Linked DNA regions of Mus musculus: all the other regions are linked to region 3. Evidence: chromatin contacts called from public HiChIP or PLAC-seq and promoter capture Hi-C data. All regions are on one chromosome and are shown on one strand. Each heading gives the region's core, a stretch centred on a gene start, on an enhancer-like site or on the middle of the called end of the contact. The rest is flanking DNA. Distances are from core to core; before and after follow the strand shown. Region 1 holds the start of 2700070H01Rik (RIKEN cDNA 2700070H01 gene). Region 2 has its middle 9.5 kb from the start of Gm35908. Region 3 holds the start of Gata4 (GATA binding protein 4). Region 4 overlaps Fam167a (family with sequence similarity 167, member A). Region 5 holds the start of Fam167a (family with sequence similarity 167, member A).

Region 1 (2,700 bases), core at 62-2,561, 190 kb after region 3:
CCCGCCCCCCCTCTTTTTAGTCTCAGCTATCCCAGGCTAGCCTGAACTTACTTGATTCCCCTGCCTCCATCTCCTGAGTGCTGGGATTACAGCACTGAGCAGCACCGTTTATGCAGTGCTGAGAATGGAACCCAGGGTTTCCTGTGTGCTAGGCAAGCACTCTACCGATTTAGCCACACCCCTGCTCTCTTCTAATAATAAGGTGCTTGCAATGCATACATAATCACTGTGTATACTAGCCTGGGCAAGGACAGAAAGACCAAAATGGGTCCTGCGATCCAGCATACAGGGATGCCAGCCACCTTTGGGAAGGTCACTGGGCCCCTATTCACACACTCAACAGGAGGTGCAGTCAGACTGACTGGGATAGAGAAGTCAGATGGAGCCGCACACTTTCCGAGGCCACCACCCTGTGGATCTTGATAACTGACCAGGATGACTGATGGCTTCCTCCATGCTGGGCATGATGCACTGATTCAGTTGCCACTTGACTCTTGCAGCCTAGCTTGAAGACAGGACCAGTCATAACCGCCTCTCGTAGGTTACTTGCTGAGGTCTAGAAGTGTTCTAAGACTTTGCTGAAGGTCACATGTTGTGGAAGTCTCGAGAGTCTGCCCCTGGGTAGACAACATCATGAGCACCATCATTAAATGCTGAACCAGATTGGAAAAAGATACTGATATCAAAGCCACCATGTCAGTCACATCATCTGGTGGGACATGGCTGCCACCCCATCACCTATAGGAGGCCTCTACCACACCACTGCAGTGCCAGGGCAGAACAGGGGGTGATGGGGCCCTGGCACAGTTAGAATCCTAGACTTCCATTTCTGGACTGGGTGAAATGACTCTCTTGCACAGAGTAAAGGCACTGTGGACTCTCCAGAATCATCCGTGCAATCAACCAACCAATCAATCAATCAATACAAACCAAAACCATGATAACCACAAAAAGTCAGGTGGTGTATATGTGTGCAACCCTAGCCCCTGGAAGGCAGAGGCAGTGGATCCCTGGGCTTGGTGGCCAGCCAGTGTAGCCTTCTTGCTGAGTTCCAGGCCACTGAGTAGTGTCTAAAACCAAGAATGAATACCTGAGGCTGTTCACAAGCACACACGCATGCAAGCATGCATGCATGCACACATGCATACACAGAGCCTCCTCAGTCCTTCGTTGGCTATTTGTGTGGTGGCTGTCCTTTGTAGTTATGTGTACCCAAGGATAGCACAGAGGGAGACGTCGGGGGGGGGGGGGGGGCTACATGCAGGAGTAGGGCTCACCCAGTATCCAGGACCCAAGAACAAAGCCGAAGCCTCCCTGATTTAAAGGCGGCAGCTGATGCTCCGCAGAACCAGGTCTGTGCCAAAGTAGGCAGAGCCCAGGGCCAGCCTCCTCCCCTCCCGTTGATCCCTCTGCTGGCCTGGAGGGAGGCTGGTGGCTGATAGGAGCTGGTTCCTCAGATGAGGTCATTTGTTTTGGTGCCAGGGGAAGGGAGGTGGTGGAGGCAGGGGCCCTGCTGTCTGCTCTCCGCTTGCTGGCGCCACAGGGTGGACAGCCTGGGTCTTGTCTGGACAGTGCCTCATTCTGAGAATGATGAGAAGAGACTCAGAGGGCAGGGAGTGGCCAGGCAGCCCATGCTTGAGGTCTGGAAGAGAAAATGGGAGCTCAACTGAAAGGCTGGGCTAGCCTCTTTCCTGGTTCTCTCAGGGGTCTGGTGAGCTCTGACTGGACCCTGAACTAGCCTACCACACGCAGAAGGAACAATTATGCTCCCCCGGACATCTGTGCTGCTATTCTGAAACACTTCCAGCATTTGTTGTTATCCTAGGAGGCCTTTCCAGCTCTTTGGGGTTTTCAGAGGCTACCCAGGAAAGCTTGTTAGTTACTTTTTTTTTTTTTTTTTCTGGGATGATGTGACCCACTTCCTAGCTCCACTCACTGATTAAAAGCTCCCAATGTGTCTATGAGGCCCAAGAACTCATTAAGAAATATTGTGGATGACAGGTCTTCTGTGTGCAAGTGGATTGAGGGGCTCTTAAAATGTTTGGGTTCATATACAGGTTCCCAGAGTGTTCTCAACACTTTCTTCATCCTCTTCCTCCTCACTCACCCACCAGAAACAGCCCCTTCCCTGCTTTGGACACAGTGCCATGTTCTTAAAATTCAAGTGAGTGGCAGTCCGTGGGGTTACTGTTGCGCCCAGCTTCTCTTCCCCATTGTTTTGTCTGGGAGGTTGCCTACAATGCTGCGTTGTGAGTAGCAGAAGGTTTTTTTTTAGCTTGGGTGTGTTCCATTTAAAAGCACTCCAATATTGGGCTAGTGAGACAGCTCAGGGTCATCTCTGCGCCACTCCTAGAACCTATGTACAAAGAGAGAAGGGAAGGGAAAAAAAGAAACCAACTCGACAAAGCTGTCTCCTGACCTCCACACATGGGTTGTAGCATGCACATGCACAACACACACACAGACACACGCACATGCATGCACACACCACCCACATTTCACTCGAACATACACACATGCAAATGCACACACACACACACATCATATCTTCATAGAAGTAATCTCAAGGACTTTCTAAAATTAACATTTGAAAGATTTTACTTGAAACTTTTAACCAGCTTCTAAGAATTTATTATTTGTTGTGTTTCTGGTTATTTTCCCTCTTGCCTTTTCCATGGGAAGAACGATTCACTTGATGTA
Region 2 (2,700 bases), core at 6-2,505, 160 kb after region 3:
ATCTCTGAGCTACATTCTCAGCCCAAGGATGCAAGTTTCCTTCAGTGTGGCCAGCAGGCACGGAACGGCTTGCCTCTAACAGCCCACCTAAGGTTCACTTCAAAACCACCATTTGCTACTTCCAATTGCTGCATCCAAGTTGTGGGTTCAACAAGGTACCCCTCACTGTATCTTCGACAGAAGAGTGGACACAGAGACAGGCAGGGGCGGAGACTGGGTGTCAGCCATGTCCCATACCCCAGGGAGTTCCAAGGGCTGTCAGCAGAAGGAAGGAGAGAAGTGGCCAAGGATTCTTTTGATGAAGTCTTTGAAGGGAGCATGGCACTTTGATGTCAGACGTACTTCAAGATTTCAGAACGGAAAGAAAAATGTTTCTCTGGGTTCCACACATCCAGTCTGTGGAAGTATGCTCTGGCTGCCCTCTACAATAGCTTACTTACTTTCTTTTAAAATTGTGTACACTGTGCAAAATTCTCTGGGACCCTTGGCCTGCTGTCCCTTTCTTCTCCCCCTTTTCTATTTATTTATTTATTTATTTATTTATTTATTTATTTATTTATTTATTGTGACAGGCTCTTACTGTGTGGTCTGGTCTATTCTCAAACCAGTGTTGGACTAGCCTTGGCCTCTAAGTGCTAGGCTTACAGTATGTGCCCACCAATCCCAGCTACATTTCTTTTTATAGTCTGTCCTTAATTCCTTCCTTCCTTTCAATTATATAATTAATAAATTAATTAGCTACAAGATCTTCCTCAAACTCACAATCGTCCTGCCGCAGAGTTCTAAGAGCTAGGATTTCAGGTGTTTACCACCATGTGCAGTGGTTTTTCTCTTTAAAGTATGACATTATAAACACTGTATTCTGTGGTGCACACTAGGCATGTGTTTTAGGAAGTGCATCTTCACTTCCTGGTTTTATTTTTTGAAAAATAAAATGTTTTTCTTTACATATTTGTTTAGTGGAAAGTATTGTAGGAGAATTAAATTTAAAACTTCAGATTTTGAAGTAGAAGTTCACAGAGCCAACCTTTTATAAAAGCAGGTTTCAGGGCGTCCTATGATGAGATTATTTTCGCTCCTCTTTTGTCCCTGGTTTGCATAAGCCCTTATTGGCCATCAGGGAGTAATTTAAGAGGGTCACTTGCTTAATCTGACCAGAACCACCTCACAGGCCGGTCCTCAAGCCAGAGGGACTCCTAGGCAGAAAGGAGGAAGGAAGGTCGCTGAGCCTGAACTCTGGACTCAGGACTGTTCTGCCCAGAGACACACGAGGGCGATTTCCCAGCACAGCGGAGGTCAGCGGATTTCTTCTTTAGTCATCACTAAAGACCTCTCACTTCAGGATTTTTGCTTCCTTTCTTGATCACCCCCAGTTGGCTCAGTGTCTCCTGACTGCAGTCACATGCCTTATCTACATTGGTGTTTGAGGTTTCAGTGGCCCAGCTTTGTGACTTCAGATGGTCCCTGGAAAGGGGACCCGGCTTCCCGCTGCTTTCTACCTACAGTTCTGCGATAACAGCGGCAGAACAACCCTGGTAGACCCCCATGGTTAACCTTCTACAGAGGAAGTCCTGCTGCCAGAGTCCCAGGACCTAGGCCCTCAGATGCTAACTCCAGCACGTTTACACGGTCTTTCAGAGTCTACAAGTTGCTGACCGCAGATTCCCACTAGGCTCCCGCAGCAGCTCTGAAGGCAGATAAAAAAGACCCATTCTACAGTTAGCGTGACTGACAGTGTGCAGTGTGTGCTTAGCAGGACCAGTGCATGTCCCTTCCCTAAGCCTGGCGCCGCGTCAGGTTCATGTTTGCTCCATCCTTTAAGTATGTGCAAGGCATGTTCATGCCTCCTCCACCACACACACTAAGCATGAGCTTTACCACTGAACTACATACACCCACAGCTCTTTTATTTTGTAAAGGTAATGGAGGTTCAAAGGTAAAATGATATAGTAGTAGTGGAAGAGCGGGAACCAAAACAGTTCTGCTCCTGTCTGCTCTGCGCACCTGCATACGTGGGGGGCGGGGGGGGGGGGAGGGGGCCTTAAGGTTGACGCTGAATTTTTCCCTCCCTCTTGATGGCCCTGGAGACCACCCTTTTGATTACTCTAACTAGTTCATTGTAGTTCATTTGCTCCAAGGATTCCCTGTCTTTGCTAACAGGGCACTGAGATTGCAAACGCCCGGCTGGGTTTTTGTTTTGTTTTGATTTTTGGCTTTTGAGACAGGGTCTCTCTACATAGCCCTGGCTAACCTGAAAATCACTATGTAGATCAAGCTGACCTCAGACTCACAGAGATCCACCTGCCTCTGCTTCCCGAATGCTGGAATTAAAGGTGTGTGCCACCAAGCAGGGAGCCCCCACAGCTTTTACTTGGGAAATCGGAACTCTAGTTCTCAGGCTACTCGGCAGGCGCTTCTACTGAATTGTTTTGCTGAGCAACAACTCACTTACGACTGCATTGGATACTTTTCTCATGGCAATGACAAAATAACCCACAGAAGCAACTCAAGGCTCATGGCTTTGGGGACTGAGGTCCATGGGGGATGGTTTAAGAGGGCGGAGCCTGCGGCTGAGCTACTCAAGTCGAGCTGAACCAGAAAGCAGAAACTATACATGCTGCAAATGAGACTAGACAGCCCTGTGTCCAGAAGTTTCCACAGCCTTGGAGAACAGGGCTGTCAGGTAGAGCCCATTTTCAA
Region 3 (2,700 bases), core at 43-2,542:
TGCTCAGTCCTTCCTCTGGGATTTTCCTGAGATCCCCACGGGTTGGCCAAAGTCCCACGGGTTTTCCCTTTCAATTGGCTCGGCGTCCCAGCCTGTTCCTAGCGCCTGGGTTGCTTTTGCACTGGCGGGGCAATAGCAATAGCAATCTGCAGTCAGTCCTCGAACTGCGGGAGCCGGTGCCATCCCGAGCCTTCTCGGGCTGCACAGGGTTCTTACCAGGTGGTATTCCAGCCCTCTCCTGACCCCTCTAATCTTGTATTGGAAACCGGTGCCGGGGAGAGAAATGAGGGCTTAAAAGAAGAAAAAAAAAAGTTTAGCCCAAAGCGCGAGAGCCACCAGAGAGCTGTTATCTGCAGCTGAAGGCTGTGGTAATCGATGGGTTATTTTTACGCGGTAATAGGGCCCTGTGATTGCTCTATTAACCTTTAGACCTGTCTGAGGGACTCTCCCCTCACAGCTCCACTGCGCCAGGGCCTACAGGCACTGACGCCGACTCCAAACTAAGGTCTGGCACCCTCCCTACCCCCACCCTAGGGAAGGAACTACAGTCCTTGAATGGGCTCTAAGGTTAGAGACCAGGCTCCCCACCCCCACTTCATCCTTTTGATTGGACCCCAGTCGGTGAGGGCTACAGGGAGTGATGAGAAGGGACGGGAGACCGCAGGAGTGGGAAGAAGTGTCGGCGGCGAGGGGTGCGCGTTTTGTATAAATACATAAACTCCTGGGCTGGTGGAGGTTCTCGGCGCCTTGCAGTCTCCACCGGCTCGTGGGAAGGAGAAAAGAGCGCTTGCGTCTCTAGGCACTGACCTTAAGGGCCAGTTCAGGTTTTAGTGCCTCCTGACCCTCTCCCGAGCTCACTTCAAGGGCCCCGTAGATCTGAGGCTAGCAAGGCATCCCGGGTGACCCAGTGCCCCACCGGCGACCATGAGCCCAGTGTGCGAGGTCACCTTCTCCTCTACCAGCCCCGCCCCTTGAACAGGGCGCTGGACGTGGACCACTGAGAGTAGGGAGGAAAGAGAAGGAGAATAAACACGATCCTTGGCAGAGCAGCAAACCGCAAGGACGTCGGGCTGCACTGAGGGCAGAACGGAGCGCCCGGCACTGAGTGCTTTCCTTCCCCGAGAGTTCCGCGCGCATGGACTTTGCCTGTTGGGGGAGCTTTGGGAAGAGTCCTGCGGGCGGGCGCCGGGCGGAGGTGCTGCCGGGTCCGGGCTCCCCCGCCCCCGCCCTTGCACGTGACTCCCTTAGGCCAGTCAGCGCAGGCGATCGCTACGCGGGGGCCCGGGGAACCGCGCCGGGAGCAGGGGACAAGCCGGAGGCCCGCAGAGTGGCCGCCCGAGGCTCAGCCGCAGTTGCAGCTCCGCGGACTCACGGAGATCGCGCCGGTTTTCTGGGAAACTGGAGCTGGCCAGGTAGGGTTCCCCGAGTCCCTGCTCTTTTCCGGGGCAGGAGAAACTCACAAGTCCGCCGCCCTAGTTTGCCTGGAATAGGGAGGTAGGTAGCTGGGAAAGGAGACGCCGGTCACTCCAGTGCCCCCAGATTGGCTAAAAACTGCTCCGCTTTTGACTTTGGCCTAGCGAGGACTATTAAATCAAGTGAGACTGATTAGCAGCAAAAACTGATGGGTGCTGGAGAGGTGCGTTTGGATTGTTTGGGAGGGAACATGAATCCTTTTAATCCGTCCTGTTTGCAGATTCTCCAACTCTGCCTTCCATCCCACTGGCCAGGGCCCGTGTAATCTCTCTGACCGACTGACCCTGGACAGGCCGCATAGCCCACACTTTGGGGTGCAGATAGGATAGTGTCTCCAGCCTGCCACGCAGGGAGTGCAGAGTGGCAGTGGCAGGCAGCCCTGGGACCTGGGGGAGGGCTGGAGGCCCTTGGAGATAGGCTCGGAAACTTGCGGATCTCTTCTGCTTTCTGTCCAACCTCCTCAAACTCCTCTAGGGCTCAGGAATTGTGTGTGTTATGCACTGCTGAATACTACCCACATACACCGCTTTCGGGGAGAAAGCGACCCAGGGCCAAAACCCCGGCGGAAATCAGGGATAGTCTTGGGTAGTCGGCTCAAGCTCCCCTGATTCACGTATTCTATCGCTTGGATGTGACCCGGGAGAGTTGGCAGTTGTTACTCTTGGGGAAGAGATGTCTGGGTGATGAACTTTCACCAGGTGGAAGGAAAGAGGGGCTTTTCGGTTGAAAGGAAGAGGATAGTGAGGGACCCGAGGCAGTAAAGGATCCGGGGAAATAAGGCCGCGCTGCTGGGAAGCACCTCGGGAATTTATTTCCTGTACCTTTGGAAAAGGAAGGCAGCCAGGAAGGACGCTTCGGACATTAGAAGAAAGAAAGGTTACCTGGGGAGATTACGGAGGGTTAGTGTATAAGTTGGTTAGTGACCATTCTCAGTGTGGCGGGGACCGGAGAGACCCGCGGGAGCCTAAAGGAAAGACCTGTAAAAAGACACATTCCAGCGCGGTGTATTTTCTGACTCTCAAAAACAGGTTCCAGAAAAGCTGTGGACTAAATCCTGAAAAGAGAAATAATTTTCTTTCTGTTGGGGAACTTGGGATGAACGTTGTAGGGTGATTTGAAAGAGAGAGAAAAGTCTAGGCCAGGCCGGACTAGACTTAAGTGAAAAGATGGAGGTTACTGGGCCCCAGATCATAGATAGGCAAGAATCCACCCAGGAGAATGGTTTCT
Region 4 (2,700 bases), core at 194-2,693, 220 kb before region 3:
GCTGAGGACACTCATTAATAGGGATCCTAACTGATGTCATGGATCATCGACAGGTCCATCTAGTGACGGCACACTTCCTGGCCAGAGAGGTGAAAAGACTGCGATGGAACGGGATAGTGTTGTTGCCTGATGAAGTTTTGTGCCAGGCTAGCGACTATGTCTAAGTCTTTCTCTGTGCCAGTCCTGGCTTAAAGTTCCTTTCCATCCATTCCCATCCTTTGGTGTTCAAGGGGCTCAAGGGGTTCAGAAGGAGGGAGACACCAGATTTGGTAACATAGCTTCTGGGTGGGAAGGGGCATGTGATGGGGTGGACAAAGGTATTTTCCACTGTGACAGTCCCAATTAGATCATGTATGTGGGCTGCCATAACATGCTCTATAATTTGAACGGTCATACGTTTTACATTATATTTTGGTCATATCCATTTACCTTCCTCCAGCTTGCCAGAGTATATGCCCACTCTTATAAATCCATGTCCTTAAAAAACAAAAAACAAAACCAGAAACCCTGACTCCAGTTAATGCTGCCCATCTATCTACACATGAGTTTTGGGCCATCTACTGGGGTGTGGGATCGGACCAGTGGGCACATTCTTAAAGAGGTGTGGCTATCCCTCCTTCTGCAGCCTGCTATTTTTTTTTCTTTCATCAGATGTCTTACAATTACTCACTGATACATTTTTTATTTTAAATAAAGGTTCCTAAGAGCCAATCATAAAAATGAGCTGATATTTATAAGCTGTTTTACTATGAACCAGGCAGAGCTAACACACTAGAGCTAATCCTCATGATAGCCTATGGAGTAAAATTCTTACTATGTCACAAGTCACAGATGGGGAAGTTAACGTCAACTGTCAAAAGGCCCTTGGTGGTAAAGCTGAGATGGGAGCACAGACTGTGGGTTGCCAGGAGACTGACAACTCAGTTCTGCCTCTTAGGTAGAGGGAGTCTGGGAGATCGAGCTGGTCAATGCTCAAGGACCCTGTAGAGGGTTTCTGATATTTTCAGCACCTCTATTTCCCATTAAGAACGGGATGCACTGAGAACAGCTCTCAGCAGTACTTTTCAAAACCCATCTATATACCAAACCCTGTGGTACCTCAGCCTCCCCAAGGTACCTGCCGTGAAGGTCTGTATTTTGCAAGTCAGGATACTGCAGCTCAGAAGGCTTCAAGGTGTCCCTCAGCCTGTCACAGGACTGTGACTCAGCAGAGAAGGAATGTAACTATGGTCTCCCTAGGCTTCGTGGGCAGCCAGGTTCCCATTTACAAAGCTTTGTCACTAAGACAGGCCACCAGCTGTTTCCACTTGACCTGAAACCCAGTCCCATCCTGACATTTCCTCTGCCCACGCTGGCAAGCTGCTGTTGTTTCAGTACTTTTGTGTCCTCAGACTTGGCTCTGTGGCCTACCAGGTGCCTGGAGCCAAAAGAGCCCTAAGATCCAGGATGGACTCCCAGTGGTTATGCAAATGAATGCAAATGTTCTCATTCACCGTTGGGTCTGGAATACAGAGCAATTGCCTTGGAGAAAATTAGTGAGCATTCAGTGTTCTCTCTGTGGTTCTCTGTCTCTCTCTCTCTCTCTCTCTCTCTCTCTCTCTCTCTCTCTCTCTCTCTGTCACACACACACACACACACACACACACACACACACACACACACACACACAAATATTTTTTTTTCTAAAATGTGAAGGGCTAAGACTCCCAAATTTAAAACCAAAATGACAAATCTACACTTATCATCTTGGTGCAACCGTAGCCACCACCCAACTCCAGAAATTTTCCATCTTTCTCAACTAAAATATGTACTCATTTAAAAAAAAGAAAAAGAAAAAAGAAATAAGGACAATTCCCCATCCGCTTCCTCCGGCCCCTGACAAGCCCATCTCAGTTGCCTGTCTCTTCCTCTACACCCCCACCCCCACCCCCGCAGGATCTATTTTGTGTTTGTGCTCTTACTTCATTTTCCATCATGCTCTCCCGGTCCACATGGCTGAGAGTCATTTTATACTAAATTTCCTTAACCATGCCTAAAGGACACAGGTCACCGTAGATAGTTAGGATGGCAAGATGTCCCCCAACCCCTGGCTCCGGGCACTTGAGGTACTTGACCTGTACTGTTTCCTCATCAGTTCCTCAACCCCGGGCCAGAGGCATCACATTTATTGTCTTACAGATGAGAAACCTGACTCAGGCCCAGCCCTCCTGGGAATGGTGATATTCTGACACCACCCGAGTCCTGTACTGGTTCTCCTAGGGCCTGGAGGCAGCAGACTTCTTGGGGAGATCCTGTTGTGAGCGGGGCTCCTCTCCTGCTATCTAAACCAGTCACTTATGCTCCCTGAGCTTCTGCCTCCACTTCTCCAAGAAGGGGCTGATGACGTTTCCAGATCAGACAAGAAGCTGTATGTACCGGGAAGCTGTACTGGCTGACTGCAGGGCAGTAGCTACCTGTGGCCAAGTGCTTCCCTCTAAGCCAGGCCAAGACCCACAGGAACACCTAGGTTGGATCACCGGTCCTAGACTCCAGCCTAAGGAACTCAGCTCAGCATGGGTTGACTCCTGTCCTCTAAAGCACAGGGTAGAATGCACTTATTTTCCATCCCTCCCCCAGGGTGGCTTGTCCTGCTTCTGCGGAGACAGGCACAGGCTGGATTCAGAGGTGTGGTCTGTTCATCCAGTAATCCCATAATCGGGC
Region 5 (2,700 bases), core at 192-2,691, 190 kb before region 3:
CAGGGTCCTCCATCTCCAGGCTGAGGACAGGCTAACAGGTACCTTGGTTACCTTGGCTTTGCCAAGACTTTGAGTCCCAAGCCTGGTGGGAGAGGAGAGAAAGGAGAGAGACAGACAGACACAGAGAGAGAGACAGACAGACAGAGAGACAGAGAGACAGAGAGGAAGGAGGAGGAGGAGAGGGGAGAGAGGAAAGAGGAAAGAGGAAAGGGAAGAGGAGAGAAGAGAAGGGGAGGGAGGAGAATGGAGAGAACTCTGGTGTGTGGAGGGGAAGCTACTTTGGAGCCACATCTACTAGGCACTCTGTACAGGACATGGTCTCATCCCAGATTCTCCATGGATGATGGTTTGGTGGTGGGAGGGAGAGACAGAACTTGCTGGTGAGTGAATGAAACTGAGGACACCAACCTGGAGCCAACTCATCTTCCAGATGTCCCCAAGAGGGCTTACCCACAACAGAACCCATACATACAGAAACCACGTCTGAGAGAAAGCCCCCACCCCCACCCCGCCACACACACACTTGTCTTTCTGGCCATTCAGGAGCCCAGCTCTAAGGCTGACCTGCTCATTCACTGCACATCGTTTGGGTGTACAGTCCCTCTGGTATCCCTGACATCACTCTTGGGGTGCCATATGGCTAAGAGCCCTGAGTTAAGGGTGGCGCACGCCTTTAATCCCAGCACTTGGGAGGCAGAGGCAGGCAGATTTCTGAGTTCGAGGCCAGCCTGGTCTACAAAGTGAGTTCCAGGACAGCCAGGGTTATATAGAGAAACCCTGTCTCACCCCCCCCCCAAAAGAACTCTCATCTCTCTTAGATGTATAAGTGTGGGGGTTATCAGCCTAGATGAGTTGATCTAGACCAGTCCCAAGAGCTCTCTCTCTCTCTCTCTCTCTCTCTCTCTCTCTCTCTCTCTCTCTCATTACAGACCCCCCAGGTTCCCACTTGGAATCATACATATCCCTGAGCTGGGACCAGAGGCATGGAGTCCACACCTGCCCCCCCGCCCCCCTCCCCCCCCCCCCCCCCCCCGCCTTCCAGAGAGGCCTGAAACCCCAGGAGCAAATACGAGGGAACCACGCTGTCCTATGGCGGTGTCCCCCCGCCCCTCCAGGGCTGTGGGATCCAGGGACCCCAATGCCCACCCTGAAGACCTGGGCACCCCGAGCACCTCAGCCAAGCCTCACCGCCGCGAACCCACCTTCTTGAGCTCCAGTCGCGCGTCCTCGGAGCTGTCGCGGTCCCCGCCGCCAGCCCGCGCCCGCCCTCCCTCGGAGCTCGGCTCCCGCCTCCCGAGCTCCCGGGCTCCGTAGCGGTGCGAATTCTCCGCACCGTTCTTTTTTGAAGGGACGTTCTTTTGCGTTGCGTCAGGGCGGTTGCCTGGCGACCGTAGAGCTAGTCCGCCGCCAGCCTCTCGGCGCCGCCGCCCGCCTCCCATTCAAGCCGCGGCAGGTCGGCCTCCCGGCACCGCTGGTCCGAGTGCACCCGGGTCCTAAAGACCCCCGATTCTCCCTCCCCGTGCAAGGCCAAGCCCAGTCAGGAACTCTCAGCAAGCTCCAGGCGAAATCAAACCCAAACTTTTTTTTCCCATTAAGATCAAAGCAAAGAGAGTTATGTCCCGTCCCGTCCCGTCTTACTGCCCCCTCCCTCCAAGCATGGCAACGTGGCTTTGCCACTGTCAGCAGTTCGCTGAGGGAATGGGCAGGGAAAGCGGGCTGCACTCCACCCAGGAAAGTCTTGGGTTCCTGATCCCAGCAGCAGCCACCAAGTCAGACCAACTGGCACTGACCTGCGCGCTCGCGCGCTCGCGTGCCACACCATTGCAGGGCTCCAGCTGGGTAGGCATTTGTGGGCAGCTCTGGCTTAGTTTTCAAGTGGGGAAAACTGGGATGTTAAGAGGAAAGAGCTGTGGGTAGTGCTGGTGGGCCTGATGTGAGAGCCTCCTTAACCACCTGCACCTCATTCTTGGGAACTGCAGCAGCTGCATCTGTCCTAATACTCTTAGGGTCAGGTTCTACTGCCCTAAGTTCCAACCCTGCTCCGTGAGCACCTAGAGCTGTTGGCATCTGGAGCTGCTAGCACTTAGGGTCACAGAGAACAGAAGCTGGACTGACATGCTTGTAGACTCTTAGGACCATCCTGACTGCAGGATGAGGCAAGGGGCCCACACAAGAGACCAGCTTGGGGTGATGCCAGAAGGTGGTCTCTTTGTCCTCGACCAGCTCCCTAAAACCCTAAGGGTAGAAGGGTCTTTCCAAGAGAATGAGTCACCTTCATCTCCTCTGTCTCTTGAGTCAGTTGCTGTGGTTTTAAGGATGCTCCTTGACCCTTCTTGCTGGCTAGAGGAGCACCTGAGGTGTGACCTCAACACCCAACCTACCCCTCCCCATGAACCACTGTGTCTGGACTCTGGGTAGACTGGGGTAGGAGTGAGGTTAGCAGGATGAAGATATCAAGTAGCTGGCTTGGTTGGTCGTTGCCATGCCTGCAGCCCGCCCAAGTGCTCCTTGTAGGTCAGTGAATGTGGCAGAGAGATGTCAGGGAACTTGCTTGAGCTCAGTGTTGGCTGAGAACCTTGTGGAAGGAAGTGGTTCAACGGTAGTCTGCAGCATGTTCCAGGGTGTGTGTGTTAGTGTGTGTGTGTTAGCGTGTGTTAGTGTATTAGTGTGTGTGTAACTGTATGTATGTTACTGTGTGTG

Evidence for each region. HiChIP or PLAC-seq counts read pairs in DNA pulled down with a chosen protein or histone mark. Capture Hi-C pulls out chosen DNA fragments and counts their contacts.
Region 1: a contact with region 3 is called in a promoter capture Hi-C map of liver. The contact joins the promoter of 2700070H01Rik here to the promoter of Gata4 in region 3. A contact is called at or near these places in 7 of 39 promoter capture datasets (the 3T3-L1 cell line, embryonic stem cells, epiblast stem cells and 3 more), 1 of 15 datasets of contacts at CTCF or cohesin (embryonic stem cells), 23 of 484 Hi-C or Micro-C datasets (the C2C12 cell line, the HL-1 cell line, the N1E-115 cell line and 15 more), 17 of 115 datasets of contacts at active chromatin or transcription factors (cardiomyocytes, embryonic forebrain, embryonic stem cells and 8 more) and 3 of 9 other capture datasets (adipose tissue, embryonic stem cells and liver).
Region 2: a contact with region 3 is called in an H3K27ac HiChIP or PLAC-seq map of microglia, with 4 times the contacts expected there. The contact joins the enhancer-like site here to the promoter of Gata4 in region 3. A contact is called at or near these places in 12 of 484 Hi-C or Micro-C datasets (the HL-1 cell line, bone marrow-derived macrophages, cerebral cortex and 7 more), 13 of 115 datasets of contacts at active chromatin or transcription factors (embryonic stem cells, extraembryonic endoderm stem cells, fetal liver and 4 more) and 2 of 9 other capture datasets (adipose tissue and embryonic stem cells).
Region 4: a contact with region 3 is called in an H3K4me3 HiChIP or PLAC-seq map of embryonic stem cells, with 2.3 times the contacts expected there. The contact joins the enhancer-like site here to the promoter of Gata4 in region 3. A contact is called at or near these places in 2 of 484 Hi-C or Micro-C datasets (the C10 cell line and liver) and 3 of 115 datasets of contacts at active chromatin or transcription factors (differentiating embryonic stem cells, embryonic stem cells and neural tube).
Region 5: an H3K4me3 HiChIP or PLAC-seq map of embryonic stem cells shows a contact between it and region 3, with 11 read pairs. The contact joins the promoter of Fam167a here to the promoter of Gata4 in region 3. A contact is called at or near these places in 1 of 39 promoter capture datasets (HPC-7-derived erythroid cells), 2 of 115 datasets of contacts at active chromatin or transcription factors (embryonic stem cells and extraembryonic endoderm stem cells) and 1 of 9 other capture datasets (adipose tissue).

Annotation. Positions count from the first base shown.
Region 1 is chr14:63,053,684-63,056,383 of GRCm38.p6, reverse strand. It overlaps 2700070H01Rik (RIKEN cDNA 2700070H01 gene), which reads right to left and starts at 1,311. Exons shown (of 3, transcript NR_046019.1): 1 at 1,278-1,311; 2 at 432-617.
Region 2 is chr14:63,078,971-63,081,670 of GRCm38.p6, reverse strand. No RefSeq gene overlaps it. Among named protein-coding and RNA genes, the nearest start is that of Gm35908, 9.5 kb to the right of the region's middle. Within about 2 kb of position 1,255, at least 25 of the 459 cell types and tissues checked have an H3K27ac peak or open chromatin away from gene starts, as enhancers often do. A contact at or near this core is called in adipose tissue, bone marrow-derived macrophages and microglia, where this site is marked.
Region 3 is chr14:63,243,863-63,246,562 of GRCm38.p6, reverse strand. It overlaps Gata4 (GATA binding protein 4), which reads left to right and starts at 1,292. Exons shown (of 7, transcript NM_008092.4): 1 at 1,292-1,412.
Region 4 is chr14:63,459,609-63,462,308 of GRCm38.p6, reverse strand. The region is part of intron 3 of Fam167a (family with sequence similarity 167, member A); the gene reads right to left. Among named protein-coding and RNA genes, the nearest start is that of Fam167a, 25 kb to the right of the region's middle. Within about 2 kb of position 1,443, at least 49 of the 459 cell types and tissues checked have an H3K27ac peak or open chromatin away from gene starts, as enhancers often do. A contact at or near this core is called in differentiating embryonic stem cells and embryonic stem cells, where this site is marked.
Region 5 is chr14:63,435,135-63,437,834 of GRCm38.p6, reverse strand. It overlaps Fam167a (family with sequence similarity 167, member A), which reads right to left and starts at 1,441. Exons shown (of 4, transcript NM_177628.4): 1 at 1,203-1,441.